Regions from separate parts of the Danio rerio genome. Here region 2 is linked to region 1. Evidence: chromatin contacts called from public Hi-C data. All regions are on one chromosome and are shown on one strand. Each heading gives the region's core, a stretch centred on a gene start, on an enhancer-like site or on the middle of the called end of the contact. The rest is flanking DNA. Distances are from core to core; before and after follow the strand shown.

What was found. Hi-C and Micro-C count contacts between places; a contact is called where the count stands out from the background.
Region 2: a Hi-C map of embryo shows a contact between it and region 1, with 3 times the contacts expected there. The contact joins two enhancer-like sites. A contact is called at or near these places in 6 of 18 Hi-C or Micro-C datasets (caudal fin, embryo, hematopoietic stem cells and 2 more) and 1 of 4 datasets of contacts at active chromatin or transcription factors (caudal fin).

What each region holds. Positions count from the first base shown.
Region 1 is chr21:17,310,901-17,318,218 of GRCz12tu, forward strand. No RefSeq gene overlaps it. Among named protein-coding and RNA genes, the nearest start is that of lhx5, 23 kb to the right of the region's middle. Within about 2 kb of position 2,436, at least 9 of the 62 cell types and tissues checked have an H3K27ac peak or open chromatin away from gene starts, as enhancers often do.
Region 2 is chr21:17,475,490-17,482,836 of GRCz12tu, forward strand. No RefSeq gene overlaps it. Among named protein-coding and RNA genes, the nearest start is that of mzt2b, 19 kb to the right of the region's middle. Within about 2 kb of position 4,297, at least 3 of the 62 cell types and tissues checked have an H3K27ac peak or open chromatin away from gene starts, as enhancers often do.

The DNA.
Region 1 (7,318 bases), core at 1,186-3,685:
AGTCATCTGATATGAGCATTATTGAGCATGTCTGGATAAAGATGGAGGTGGCATTGAAGATGAATCCAAATAATCTTGATGAACTCTGGAAGTCCTGCAAGAACGCTTTCTTTGCCATTCCAGATGAATTAATTAAGTTATTTGAGTCTTTTCAGAGATGTATGGATCCAAGCACATGGAAGTTATATACACAATATTAATTATTTTTCCACTGCACCATGACTTTATATACTATATACCGTAAAAGTATAGATATCGTCCTTAAGCAAAGTCAGACCTTACTGTCCTAACTAAAAATCAAGGCATGATCATATTTTATTTTGGTAAAATAAGCGTAATCTAGACGCTTTTGCCTATCATATAAGCCACTTTTGATACTAAATGATCAACTAGAAGTTAGGTTATTACAGTTTTTCTTGTTTGCTTTGACCTGGTCAAATAAACTCTGTTCCACTTCATTTTCATTATCACTATCCCAGCAGAGCAGAAGACAGGTCTTGCAAATGTGTAAACCCTTTCTCATTGAGTTGACACATTTTCCCGACCATTTTTCAAAACAGTTAACACAGTTGTCATTTAAGCAGTCCAAGCTCCATTGTTTTAGCTATGGTAACCAAACAGATACCATCAATTCCCAACAATTAGAAACTACCAAGATCAGTATGAATTCACTGAAGCACCGGTTGGACACTCCTTCACACAAATCTTCAATTAGCAATCAGACTGCAAACATTAAAAACGGTGGAAGGTCTGTGACAGCATGGATGGAGGAGGTCAATAATGGCTATGTCCTATACTCCCAATAGATTTGACTATTTTGATTTACATGTGTTTTCTCTAATATTTACAGAATTTATTAATTTTGTGTTTTTTTTTTTTTTTTTTTTTTTTACAGTATTTCAGTTTTCACTCACAATTCGAAAAATGTCGTCAATTCAATATAAATTTAATCAAAGCATTTCTTATTCTGGATCCAATTCTTAGCAAAAAGGCAGATTTGACAACCTAAATAGAAAGACAACAAATGGCATTGGCAATAGGCTACAATGGCAAGCAATGATGCACTGACTCACACTGAGTTCTGTATTTTGTTGTCCATTGTGTTATGATTAATTGAAAGAGCTCATATACTTGTTTGCAAGTTGTGTTGTGTGAAGGTAACACTAGCTTTTGTTGAATATTTTAAATGTTTTGACTCAATATGTGCATTTTTGCAAGCAAAATGTGTCATTTTGACCATGAGTGCCTCTGTTTAGGCCTGTGTATTAACCGTTTTGAAAATGTGGAGTTTCAGTTGACGGCTGCATCAAAGCAATCAAGAAAAACTGTATTTGTTGTTCCTAAAATTGGATAGACGGCAAGACTTTTGTCAGGTAGTGTGTTTGTGTGAGCCTGCCTTTGTATTCAGTATATGTGTGTTCATGGAGAGTGTGTGCCTGGCAGTCTGTATGCGTAAGTTTGCGCTTGTGTGTATAAGTGTGTGTTTGAGCCTATCTTTGTTTATATGCATGTGTTTGTGTCTCTGGTGATTGTGTGCGTGTTTGTGTCTGTGCTGTGTGTGTGTTTTCTGCATGTGTTTTGAATGTGTATGATTTGTTCATGGATTTGTGCCTGTGGTGTGTGTGCGAGTTTGTGTTTGTGGTGTGTGTTTGATTTTATGGTCTGTGGTGTGTGTATATGTGAGTTTGTGTCTGCCTGTCTGTGTTTGTCTATGTGTTTGTGCTGTTGTTTGTGTCTGTGATATGTGTGTTTGTAGTATGTGTTTGCATTTGTGTGTGTGTATATGTGTGAGTTTGTTTCACCTACATGTGTATATATGTGAGTGTGTGATGTTGTTTGTGTCTGAAGTGTGTGTTTGTGGTATGTGTATGCATTTGTGTGTGTTATTGATGTGTGTGTATGTGGTGTGTGTGTATATGAAATTATGTCTGAGGTGTGTCTGTCTGGTGTGCATGTGTTTGTGGTGTGTGTTTTTGTCTGTGGTGACTGTATGTGTGAGATTGTGTCATTATGTATCTACCTGTGTATATATGTGTGTGCGCTGTCATTTGTGTCTGTTTGTGAAGTTTGTACGCATTTGTGTTATTGATGGGTTTGTGTGTGTGTATGCGTTCATGTTTATTTCTTTAGTGCGTGTGCAGTTTTGTGGTGTGGTGTGTTTTTTTGTATGTGGTGTGTGTGTTTGTCTGGTTTGCATGCCTTTGTGTCTATGGTGTGTGTTTGTGTTGGTGTTTTTGCCTGAAGTGTGTGTGCATGTGTGTTTGTGTCTATGTGCACATTTGTGTCTGTGCTGGGTGTGTGTATTTGTGGTGTGTGTATATACATGCGCGTGTGTGTGTGTGTTTTATGGTCGTGGCTGATTAAGCTTGGCGCTGTCAGGAGTGGGTTTGTGTGTGTAATTAATGATGTGTCTCCTGCTCTCTCTCATGGTAAAGGCTAATAGGATTTCCCAGCCTCAGGCTAGAGCGAGGAGAGTCAGTGGCCACATGAGGAACTGTAGAGGAGAGGAGATTCGGGAGGTGATAGCAGAGGTGCAGCGCTGGGGCTTTGAGCAGGTGGAGTTCAGAGGTCGCACAGGATTCTGGATGGCCGTGCTGAGCTTCAGAGGAGAATCTGGCCTGTTGTGGGAATAAGCGAACATGTTAAAGCTCTAAAACCCCTGGAGAAAGAGACTGGTTTAAAAAAGTGCACACAGACAAATGTTATTTGTAATTTAGCATTTGATAAATCTAGTTTTGAGTTATTCTAGATTTAAAATATTTAATTAATAATGTAACTGTAAAGCGTTTTAATGTGCTACATAATCTAAATTAATATTTTTATTAATTTCTCAGTGAATATAGGTAATGTATTTTGGTGCATTTAAACAAAACAGATTTATCAAACAGATACATTTATTAAAATAATATTTTAGTCACCAAACATACTTAGAAATTGAAAGAAAATACAATTAAATTTAAGCAAAATATTGCAAAAAAAAATGCAAACTACAAAATTTCATCAAATTTTTTCTTTTTTTTTTTTGCTTGATTTTTCCTCTTTTTTTTTTTATTTGTATTTAATATTTGTCTATGACATAATTTTGGTCTACTGGGTTTTTTTTTTTACCGTTATCGCAAGTTATTTTGTTAAATAAGCTCCAGATTTGGCTTCAAGACTGAATAATGTTTATGAACAAATATAATATTGTATATCCTCCTATTAAAAATATGAATTTAAAAGATAGATTTGTGAGGGGTGTACTTGTATGCTGAGTATTTACATGTTTATATGTAATATTAAAAATTTACATATAATTAATTAATAAACTAAAGTTTATTTGAAACCAGACATTTAAATGGCTACATTGCTACATTATTTTGTTTTGTTTTAGTTGAGTGTTCTACCAACATGTATACATTTAGTTAATTGTATATATATTTTTAAATGTTATAATTTAATCAGATAATTACAATTATGTAAAAACTAATATATTTTCCAACATTTATAAATATTTAGAAATTTGCAATCCAGTTATTTTCTAAGCTTATTTGATTAATGATAGTAGTTAATTCATTATATTGTGTTTTTTTAGGAAAGTTTGCTGTTGATATTGTTTGTAAATGAACTTGTCATTTCATCCATTTGATATCAATCTTAAATGTGACATATGCTTAAAAATAAGTCATTGCAAAGGTATTTTATGTTACATTTTTTAGATTAGCTTAAAGTATCTAAATGGTTTGAGAAGTAAGTAGGGTGACATGGTGGCTCAGTGGTTAGCACTGTTGCCTCACTGCAAGAAGGTTGCTGGTTTGAGTCCCGGCTGTGTCAGTTGGCATTTCTGTGTGGAGTTTGCATGTTCTCTCTGTGTTGGTGTGGGTTTCCTCCGGGGGCTCCCGGTTTTCCCCACAAGTCCAAAGACATGTACTATAGGTGAATTGAATAAACTAAATTGACCGAGAGTGAGTGAGTGTGTATGGATGTTTCCCAGTACTGGGTTGCAGCTGGACGGGCATCCTCTGTGTAAAACATATGCCGGATATGTTGGCGGTTCATTCCACTGTGGCGAACCCTGATGAATAGGATTATAGAAACTATAAGCTGAAGGAAAATGAACGAATGGTTTGAGAAATAGAAATATAATTTATTATAATTACATTATTTATTTATTTTGTAATTACAATTTTTTTTTTAATCGGAAGTATAACATTGTAAACAAATAGGCTACAGCTTAAGTAGGGTAACACTGTAACCTTACAGCAAGTAGGTCGCTGGCTGGGCCAGTTGGCATTTCATTGGAGTTTGCATGTTCTCCCTGTGTTCCCGTGGGTTTTCATCAGGTGCTCCGGTTTCCTACCACAAGTCCATAGTCATGCGCTATAGGTGAATTGGATAAGCTAAATTGTATGTGGATGTCCTGGCCCCCTGGTTGGGGGGAGCGTTGCGCTAACGACCCACCTCTTAAAAATAGATGTTACGAAACTTCAACTTCGATATGTCCTTGAAGTAGGCTAATAAGTAAAGTTATGAGGCGGCACAGGGGTAAGTGGTTATTTGCCTAACATACTTCATGTGATTTTCCCCCATACAATGGCTACTCCACGCGTGGGTTTTCCCTAAACTAAATTGGACGAGCGTGACTGTTTCCCAGCACTGAGGATTGTAAATGGTTCATTCAACTGTGGAGACCCCTTGATAAAGCCGGAAATGGGCCGAAGGAAAGTGAGTTATATACACTCAGAAAAGAAAACATAACTCGATTTACATTGAATAGAAAACTTAACAGTATCACTAAAAATAGGTAAAGAAAACGCACAAACAGCCTACTTGACTGACACATTTTCTTAATGCAAAAAACTTCTAATTGTTCATTTTCCTCAAGTTTGCTCAAATAAAACTGTGCATGATTATGCTCAAACGTGTGACCTTCGAGAAGTCTTAAATCAAAACGAAAACGTGCAATCTTTAAAGAGAACAGAAAAGGTGACGAGCAAGTTAATGAAACCTCCGAGGAGGAAGAGAGGGAGAGAGAGAGACTGCAGTGAAAGAGTCTTTCTCGGGGGTTCCTGGGGCTGATTGTGTGCCGGGTGGAGGGTTGCATTGTGGGATGGCATGGGAGGGAGAGCGAGGTGTGAGAGAACGAGCAGGTGATTTATAACAACAACAGAAGGCTTCTCTCCCCTCCACCACCTCCTCTTTCCTCTCACTGAAGCAAAACAAGGAAATCCATTACAAAAAGCCTTGTGTGATAATGGACTCTGCTCTGTGTTATGCGTGTGTGTGTGTGTGTGTGTGTGTGTGTTTGGAAGACGACTGATATATCTGGGTTATAAAACTGTAAAGATTTTTTTCTAAGATATACTGTGTGTATACTCTATATGTTTGTGAAGCTCTTGGTTAAAACATGTATGTGTACTGGTTAAGTTCAAGTTCTGGTTAAGTTAAGTTCTGGTTAAGGGATCATGGCATTATTTATTTATTTATTTGTTTGTTGGTTTGTTTGTTTGTTTGTTTGGTTATGTCTTTCTGCTCACCAAGGCTGCATTTATTTGATCTGTATTTAACAACTGTAATATGATAATATGATGATATCTATAATATGATGAAAATGTATTTATTATTTGGAATATTGAATAACGTTAAAAAGGTATACATCTTATATCATATATAAATAATACTTAATTCTATACACTAAATTATTCAACTTTAAATTTACAGTAAATTACTGGCTAATAATTGCATTACTTTCACAGTAAGGTACTATATGTAAATTCACAGTAAATTACAGTAAGTACTTTATGAGAACATAATTATGTAGATATTTCTAAATATCAAGAAAAAAAAAGTGCCTGGACTAGCAGAAACGTTAATGTGTATTCATTTCTATGTTGAATAAAATAGTAATAGTGTTTGAATTCCTATAACTAAGGTCCAATAGATATAGCTAATTTTACAGTAATTGGCTGTAATCATTATGCCTGCTTTAATTTCACAATAAAATTCTGAATACGTAAAATTTAACAGTTAAATCCAGTAAAGTGACACTTAAAGTACAATAATGTTAAGAAGTCCTGGGAATTTATTACATTTTCATTTATCATTCATTTCTGTGATTGAAGGCTGGTTGTGTGTGTGTGTATGTATTTATATACTTCAGCTATATAAATATATATATACACACACACAAACACACACAGTTGAAGTTATAAGCCTGTATATATACAGTTTGATAACAATAATAATAATAAAAATAACTGAGCAGCAAATTTCTGAAGGATCATTCGACTCTGAAGACGGGCTTTATAAAATTGAAAATTCAGCTTCAAACCACAGAAATAAACTACATTTTAAACCACATTCATTAAGAAAACTGGTAATTTAAATTGTAAAAAAATATTTCACAAATTTACTATATTTTTGATCAAATAATTGTTGAACCTCCAATATAACCTTTACTGAACTTTGACTAGTTGTGTATGTGTATATTTTTCAGTCCCCAAGCTCCTGCTCGTCCCCGTCTCCTCCGTGAGATAAAGACCTCTATTCTGCCTCGACTACCGAGAGCCGGTGCTGGCAGACTCCAGGGAGCAAACATAGACAAGGAGGAGAAGTAAATAATAGAGGGATATGGCAGTCAGTAATGCTATGGTGGCACTGAAGACCACGTTCTCGACGGCAGGAGGGTCTGCATGCGGGATCCAGCCCGGCTCGGAGTCTCCCTCTGGGGGAGGAGACGGGGTGGAAGAGCCCCGTTCCTGCTCCTCTCACATTACCCCTTATGTTAAAACCAGTCAGGGGGAAAATTGGGGCCTGCGTGGTCCTCCACAGGCCCACCTGAGCCCACCGAGACAAGGAGGGGGAACTGCAAGTCTCTAAATGCATGAGTAATAAGAGTCGTAACCTTGAAAACATGTTGGGCATGAAAGCAGATCCATGTGAAGTTCACAATGCAAAGGCACATTTAAGAGAGAATATATGAGGACTTTCCTTTAGAAACTATAATTGTGGTTATTCATATTAGAAAGCATATTGTATTCTCATGTAGGAAGTAACAAAAACAAAGTATGCTAACAATGTATGTTGGAGATTTGTAGATAAATGGTACTCTAGATGTGTCAAACTTTCCAAAATTGTTATCGTTTTGCCGAACTCTTTTATGCCCAACAAGTAGACTGCAATACACAAAGGACAATTTTAAAAACCCAATAAAGCCCAAAAACTCAATAGCAATTTGTTTATTTATTATTCTATTGTTAGTATGCATATTTCGTTTTGTTTGATGGCTTGATTTATTTAGTACATTTTTGTTTGGTAGGCTGACTAGGCTCTATTTTTT
Region 2 (7,347 bases), core at 3,047-5,546, 170 kb after region 1:
ATTATGTTACAAATAGCTGAAACCTGATTAACTCATTAAAAAAGTTGAAGTAACATAAAAACATTTATTGTCATGCCGTCAAAAAAGACGTTCGCTGTTTCATCAAACTACTTATTTAAAAAGAGCTGAAACTATACAATTCTTATGAGTTTTCTAGCGGCAACTTAATAGTTTTATGTTCAATCCACTTTAATTTGTAAAAACTAATAATTTAACTTCATTCCTTCATGTGTTCCCAACACAAATTGATTGTGTGGAACCCAGCATATTTACAGTGCGACTTTTTGTCATATCATTTTTTACAGTGCAAGCTCCTTGTAACAGTTGTAAACACAATGGCTTTCCTCCTTGAGGGGATTTGGCATCACAACAAAAGACTATTCAAAAAATGCAACGCGCATCACTCAGAAATCTGATTCCACCAATGAGAGGATGACTTTAAAACTCCTGAAGTGCCCACAGACTCTCTGATTTATAAGACTACACAAATTACATTAGCTGTTTGTTCAAACTACTTATTAAAAATGAGCTGAAACAACAAACTCCTTGAGTATATTTTCGGGATCGACTTACTGTAAATGTTTTATGTTAAATCCACTTAAATTTGTAAAAACCAATGAGCTTAATTCCTTCATGTTGTCTCAACACAAATCGATTGTGTGGAACCCAGCATTTTTTTCACAGTGGAGTGCACAATAAGTGAATGCATCAGGAAAGCAATAACCTAAGACTTTTAAAATGTAGAACCATTCTCAAACACACCTATTATCAATTTATAGTCCAGCTATGAAGCTGGAAAGAGCATGCTTAAAGGTATTGTTTAAATAACAGTGCGTCACATAAGCAAGTCTATTGACTGGAGTCATTATCTGGCGAACAGGAGGACTTTTGATTAGTTTGTGTGCTCGGAGATACAGCGAGCGCAATATTGTTTTGTAGCATTCAGTCTGAAAGAACGGAGTCTTGTGAATATGTCTGTTCGATGAGGATGTCAGCAGGATATTGAAAAGGAAGGCTAGTTTCATTTTCCTTATCCTGTAAGAAGCTCAACACACATATTTCTTTGTTGCTATAGTTCTCACTTGGATAAAGTGTTATGCAATTATTTTCCTCTCACTAATTTTAAGACTGAAGAAAGTAAAAGATAAAGGATTGACTTTTGCAGTTATGTGCCAGGAAGCTGCTACATGTATCTAGTATTATCAATGTTAAGTTTTAAGGTTGTATAAGCTCTGACATATGATATGATACATTTCAAGAGATCTCGACTAACTATAATATACACACAGTCTCTGAATAAATTAGCACTCTCTCCACTATGAAAGCATACACTGCCATGAATAAACATGTGAATAAACAATAAAAATTACCATAAATCTGCCCTGCTAATGACTAAGGTTAAGTCAAACTCTCAGAAATAGAAACAAACAGTCAAGCAAACAAATATGTTCACAGCAGTGGGATCTCGCTGGCTGACAGGCCCTTCTCTCTCCACGCTGCCAAAGATGTTCGCACATAGACGCATGATGCCACAGGCAGGGCATATGTAGAGGAGGGGAAACAACGAGGTACCAACAAACTCAGCATCCAAAGCACACAAGCGGCAGTAGAGACACACTGCCCCCTGTTGGAGAGTCGTGGACGCAGGTAAACACCCAAATGAGAGTCACCTTTGTTTTCGTGCAGTGGAAGAAACGAATTGGATTTAACTCATTCCAAGTCTTTTAGTTAAAATACAGTTCAGCAGATCAATTTCAGATTTGTTAATCCGCATCTACTATGCTTGTTCTCTTCACCAGAATAGATAGAGAAAAGAAATGTTTCCCTTAGGACATTTACCATAAGAACGGTTAAAAACATTATACACGTAAACGAGAATAGCAATCTTGATTGTCTACATACCCCCAGGTCAATGAAGATGTATAGTTTTTCAGACGAAGAGCAATTCCTGGATTTTTCTCAATTTTTCTAAAGTAGATGCTACAAAATCCATATGAAACCAGGTTCAACTTAATTCACAAGTCCTCAGCTTACAACTAATGGTCTTAAAGTGAAATGTTTTTTTTTTAATCGTGTAGTTAGAATGATAAACATTAAGGCTGGGTCGATAAATGATGTTATATCGAAGAACAATAAAATTTATGTCAATAACAATGATAAGCTCTGGACTTTTTCTACTCTATATTGATCTAAGAGCCAATCACAAAGGTGAAATGTACAACAATGGGAATCTAAAAGTGTGTTAATATTGTAGATACAGAATTTTCGGCCTCCGGATCCTCTAATTTTTGTGGCTTCAGTCATTGTTGGGGTAGCCTTCTCTTTTACATATGGAAGCGTTAACAATTATATCGAAATATATATCTTTATCATTCAATATGGAAAATAATTATGCGAGATTTTATTTTTTGGCACATTACCCGGCCCTAATAAACATTTTATTCATACTTAACCCAGAGCTTAAATGAGATGCATTCACTCGAGATGTCATTCTTTTTAATTCATTCTTTTTAATTCATTCTTTTTAATTCATTCAGATGTCATTCTTTTTAATTCATTACTTCCAGTGGTGTAAAGTTACAATTTACAAATACACAAATTACTGTCACTGAGTAGTTTTTCTTAAAAATTGTAATTTACTAAGTAGTTTTTATTAAAAATGTGTCCTTTTACTTTCCCTTGAGTACACTTTTAGTGCAGAATCCTGTCTATGAGGATTATAGGAAAATCAATCATGTGATTCCTGTCCAATCAAATCACACATAGAAAGTAAATTGCATCATACTTAAGACATGCAGCAAACTGTTTGGAGGCATAAAAAAATGTCCAAAAAGATACTTTACATGCACTGAACCAGAAAATGTTTAGACTGAATGTCACTGATGAGATGACGGATGTTTACTGTTTGATGACTAGGGCCAGACAGAGTCTGCGGAAGTTTGTAAAAACCACAGATTTATGCAGAATGATTTTGCGAGTATTATAACTAAAAACTTTACCAATTAGATCCACTTATTTGGTAAACAAAGTAAGTCTCTCATATAATGTATCTACTAAAAGACAATATTTTTTCAAACTGTACTGTAAATAAATCAAATGAACATTTTCATATTAGTTAGTAATATTATTGAAATTAATTTAAAAACTGATTAAATATAAATTTACTCATAATTACAGTAAATTAATAGACTCAATGATGGGCCAAAAATCTGAGTAAATATGCAGATTTCTGCGCACACAGATTCCATGTGGGTCTAATGATGACCTGAAAGGGCCTTTAACAATAACTAAATCCACTACAGAATGTTACGTTTACAAACACTCACACAAATTACATGTATATGCAGCAACTTTTTCCTGCATAATACACTTGAGTACTTTTAAAATGGCTACTTTTCACTCATACTTTAAATAATGTTTACAGTACAACAGATACTTTTACTTCTACTTAGGCTGTATTTTTGGCCAAGAAATGGTACTTTTACTAGAGTATGATTTTTCAGTACTCTTTCCACCACAGATAACCTCTTAAATTAGTGGCTTATTATGAATTTGTATGATCTCATTCATACATTTTAGTATGATCTCCCAATGAGGGGTAGGATTAAGGGCGGAGGCACAGTTTTTAAAATTGTATGTTTCTTTACTAAATAAATCATTAGTTTTTGTACAAATTAGCCATTTTTCTGACCATAGATAAAATAGTTACTCTCCTAGTGAGATCTTTCGCCTCAATTGAACTTTTACCACTTTTACTAATGTACAAAATGATACGCGATTGCTTCAAGTTAAGAATAAGTGATTAGCCAAATAAATGGTGGTTTTCTCCTTCATTCCATCTTGTTAAAATCAAATGATCTGTTTTTTTTAACACACTTACACTACACACTAGTTTTGAATAATATAAAAGCTTTCTTTTACTAGGAAACAACCCTGAAGAAAGCAGGCAAACAATATAACACCAAGCACAATACATCTGTTATTTTATAAGGGAAACAGAAGAGAATAACCTTAATCTTTTTTATGCAACCTCAAAACTTGCACAAAAGAAGGAACACGAGATGTATTGAATTCATAATAAGCAATTGTGTGGTTACAAAATTAAATAGGCTTAATTCTACCTGTAGTAGAAATGTGGCAAACCTCTCATTCCCTACTGAGACATAAACACACACACACACATACATGAATGTATGAGCACGTAAAGGGTTAAAGAGGGTTCCTGCTGTGCTCTCTGCTTCTGTGTCTCGGCCCATTACACTTGCCGGAGTACAGCAATATGCCGCCATCAATTACAGCCTGGCTGCACTGCCATCAATACAGAGAGCAGGAGAGAGCAGCGCCACAGCCACATAAACACGACAAACGGCCACATTAAAACCTCCACCTCACCTCTTTCACTCTCTCCCTCTCTCTCTCTCTCTCTGCATTGAACACTCTCACACACACACCTATTTTCTTGAGCTCAAGCCCCTCAAGCTCTTTTCTTTCTTGTTTTCTCCACAAGTGTATGTCTTTGTCTTCATCCCTCTCAGTCTGGCAAACAAAAGCTTTTTTTTCTATTCCCCTCATGAGCACTGTTGTGTTCTTTACTTATGGACCATATCCTTCAAAAAAATACAGCAATACCATCGTTGGATTGGTATATTAGGGCTCTATGACATTCATTTTATTTGTTCACCAAATTCAGTTTGGATTTTTTCGCTCCAAATTCTCTGTGAAAAAATAAACAATTTTTATGTTTGATTTAATGAAATTCTAAATAAATTTTTAAACAAAAATTATTATAAAAATAAATAGTAAAATAGTCTAATTGAAATATTAAATTAAGTATAATTTTACAATTGGATTTGTACAGCTTACCAAGGTATCTACTGTAATTTTTGTACAATGTATTTATTACTTTTTTCCAGTTTGTATATTACAACAGATTACAGCTACGGAATAATAATCATGTAGACACAGCAAACATTTTACACCCTATTTTCCCTCCCATCAACCTGCTCCTTAAAAAAAATATATATATTATGAAAAAAAAAACAAGAATAAAACAAGAACAACAACAAAAAAAGTTTTAATCAGGTAAAGAGTGTTTCCAAAGTCGTTTGGACCATGGTACTCCCTCATAGCTTGTTCTTGTTGTAGCAGACTGCCAACATTTACACTTGAAATCAGAATTATTAAACACCCTGAATTATTAGCCCCCCTTATTATTTTTTTCTCCAATTTCTGTCTAACAGAGAGATTTTTTTCAACACATTTCTAAACATAAGTTTTAATAACTTATTTACTGATTTATTTTATCTTTGCCATGATGACAGTAAATAATATTTGACTAGATATTTTTCAAGACACTTCTATACAGCTTAAAGTAACATTTAAAGGCTTAACTAGGTTAACTAGGCACATACGGGTAATTAGGCAAGTTATTGTATAACGATGGTTTGTTCCGTAGACCATCGAACAAAAAAATTGCCTAAAGGGGCTAATAATTTTGACCTTAAAATGGCTTTTGAAAAAATATATTTTTTTTAATTCTAGCCATAATAAAACAATTTTTTTTATGGAAATTACTGTGAAAAATTATTTGCTCTGTTAAACATATTTTGGGAAATATGATTTTGATATTGCTTCTATCCTGATAAGATCTATTTAGGAATATCATGGCTGCATTGATTTACACACTATTAATACTTCAATATTCTTTTAATTTTCCAGACCTACTGAAATACATGTATGTATTTGTGCACCTGTAAGCCCAATTCGTGTGTAAGCTGAACTGTACTTTCTTGTTTGTTTGTTTTTTTCTTTTTTGTTTTGTTATTTGTTTAAATGTTCTTGTCATTGTATCATCATTATTTTGCAAAGATGTTTTTTTTTAATAAAAGCAAAAACCTAACTAATGTCTACATACAAAAAATAAAAAAATAAATAAATAAAAATCAGAAATGAACAATTCTTTATGCATTTTGAGACGCAAGGTTTATAAATCTATTTCTCTTCTTGGTTTTACATTTGGCGAGTGTTTCCGTGTTTGCTCATTTCTCAAGTTTATAGCTTGCAAAAACGCTAATGCTATATTTTCATATAATGTATGCATAACTTTATTGATGTTAAATTAAATAACTCTGTGTTTTATCCACTGTTAAAAAAAGTAGTGTCGTATGTCAACCAGGACCACAAAACCAATTATAAGTGTCATTTGTTAGAAATCATATTAAATTTCACATCATCTGAATATATTCGCTTTCCATTGATGTATGGTTTGTTAGAATTGGACCGACTGGGGTTGTAAAAAAAGTAGATTCTTTAAAGAAAAATCACCTTTGAACTTGTCCAAATACATTTCTTAGCAATGCATAACAGAAATTTAAAAATATTTATACGTTTTTATATATTTACAGAAAGAAAGTTGCTAAATATCTATGCAACATCTTATCTCCTTAGACCTGCAACATAAGGTCACACATATGATTTGCTATTTAAATCTAAACAAATATAAACCCTGTCTATTCCCCACAGATTATTAAGAATTAATAAGATGTGGGCTAATCTTAAACATTAGTTTCGGACTGATCTATTTTTTGCAGTTTATAGTGAGCGGGAAATGTTTTATTAAAGTAGTCACAGACAATGTTGCAACATGTACAAGATAGAATATATTCATTTGTCTCTGCAATTATAGTAACCTACTGTCTCAACCATGATTCACAACTAAAAAAGTCAGTGGATGTTAAGTTGTAATGTGATTGGTTAAGAAAGGCACACATGATCCAAGTGTATGTTACACTTTCTTCAAAAGCAGAACAATGGACTCTTCCATCTCCCAAATTCAGACCATCTTTCATCTCTGGTAGTACATCACTGGTATGTACAAGTTCTAGTCTGATATAATACACTATAACAATATAAAATAAATAAATAAGTCCACATACTTCTTTACTATATAGTATGTAAAACATAATGAGATTCAAGTATGCCCAAACTCAGTCACAGTACTCGTGAAAGAGTAGGCACAAAGTACACAGATGGTGCTACATCTGCTGAGATTCTGAAGTGCGCATTCAGTGGACAATCTACTATCCTGTCCTGCGAGGGCACCATAGAGGATTTATGAATGGAAGTGAAGTGACCAGACTGACACAGGTTGGTCATGTGATAATTACAACTGTGGCACATCAGCAATAATGGTGGATGCAGTACTTCCAAATGTCCATTCATACTACACAAATTCATCAGCCAATTTGAATGTTATCACTCAATTGAATATGCATTATCAGTTGATAGATATGGGACAGTACGGGTCTTCTGCACCTACTACTAGGCTCAGAAGACTGTTATCATCTA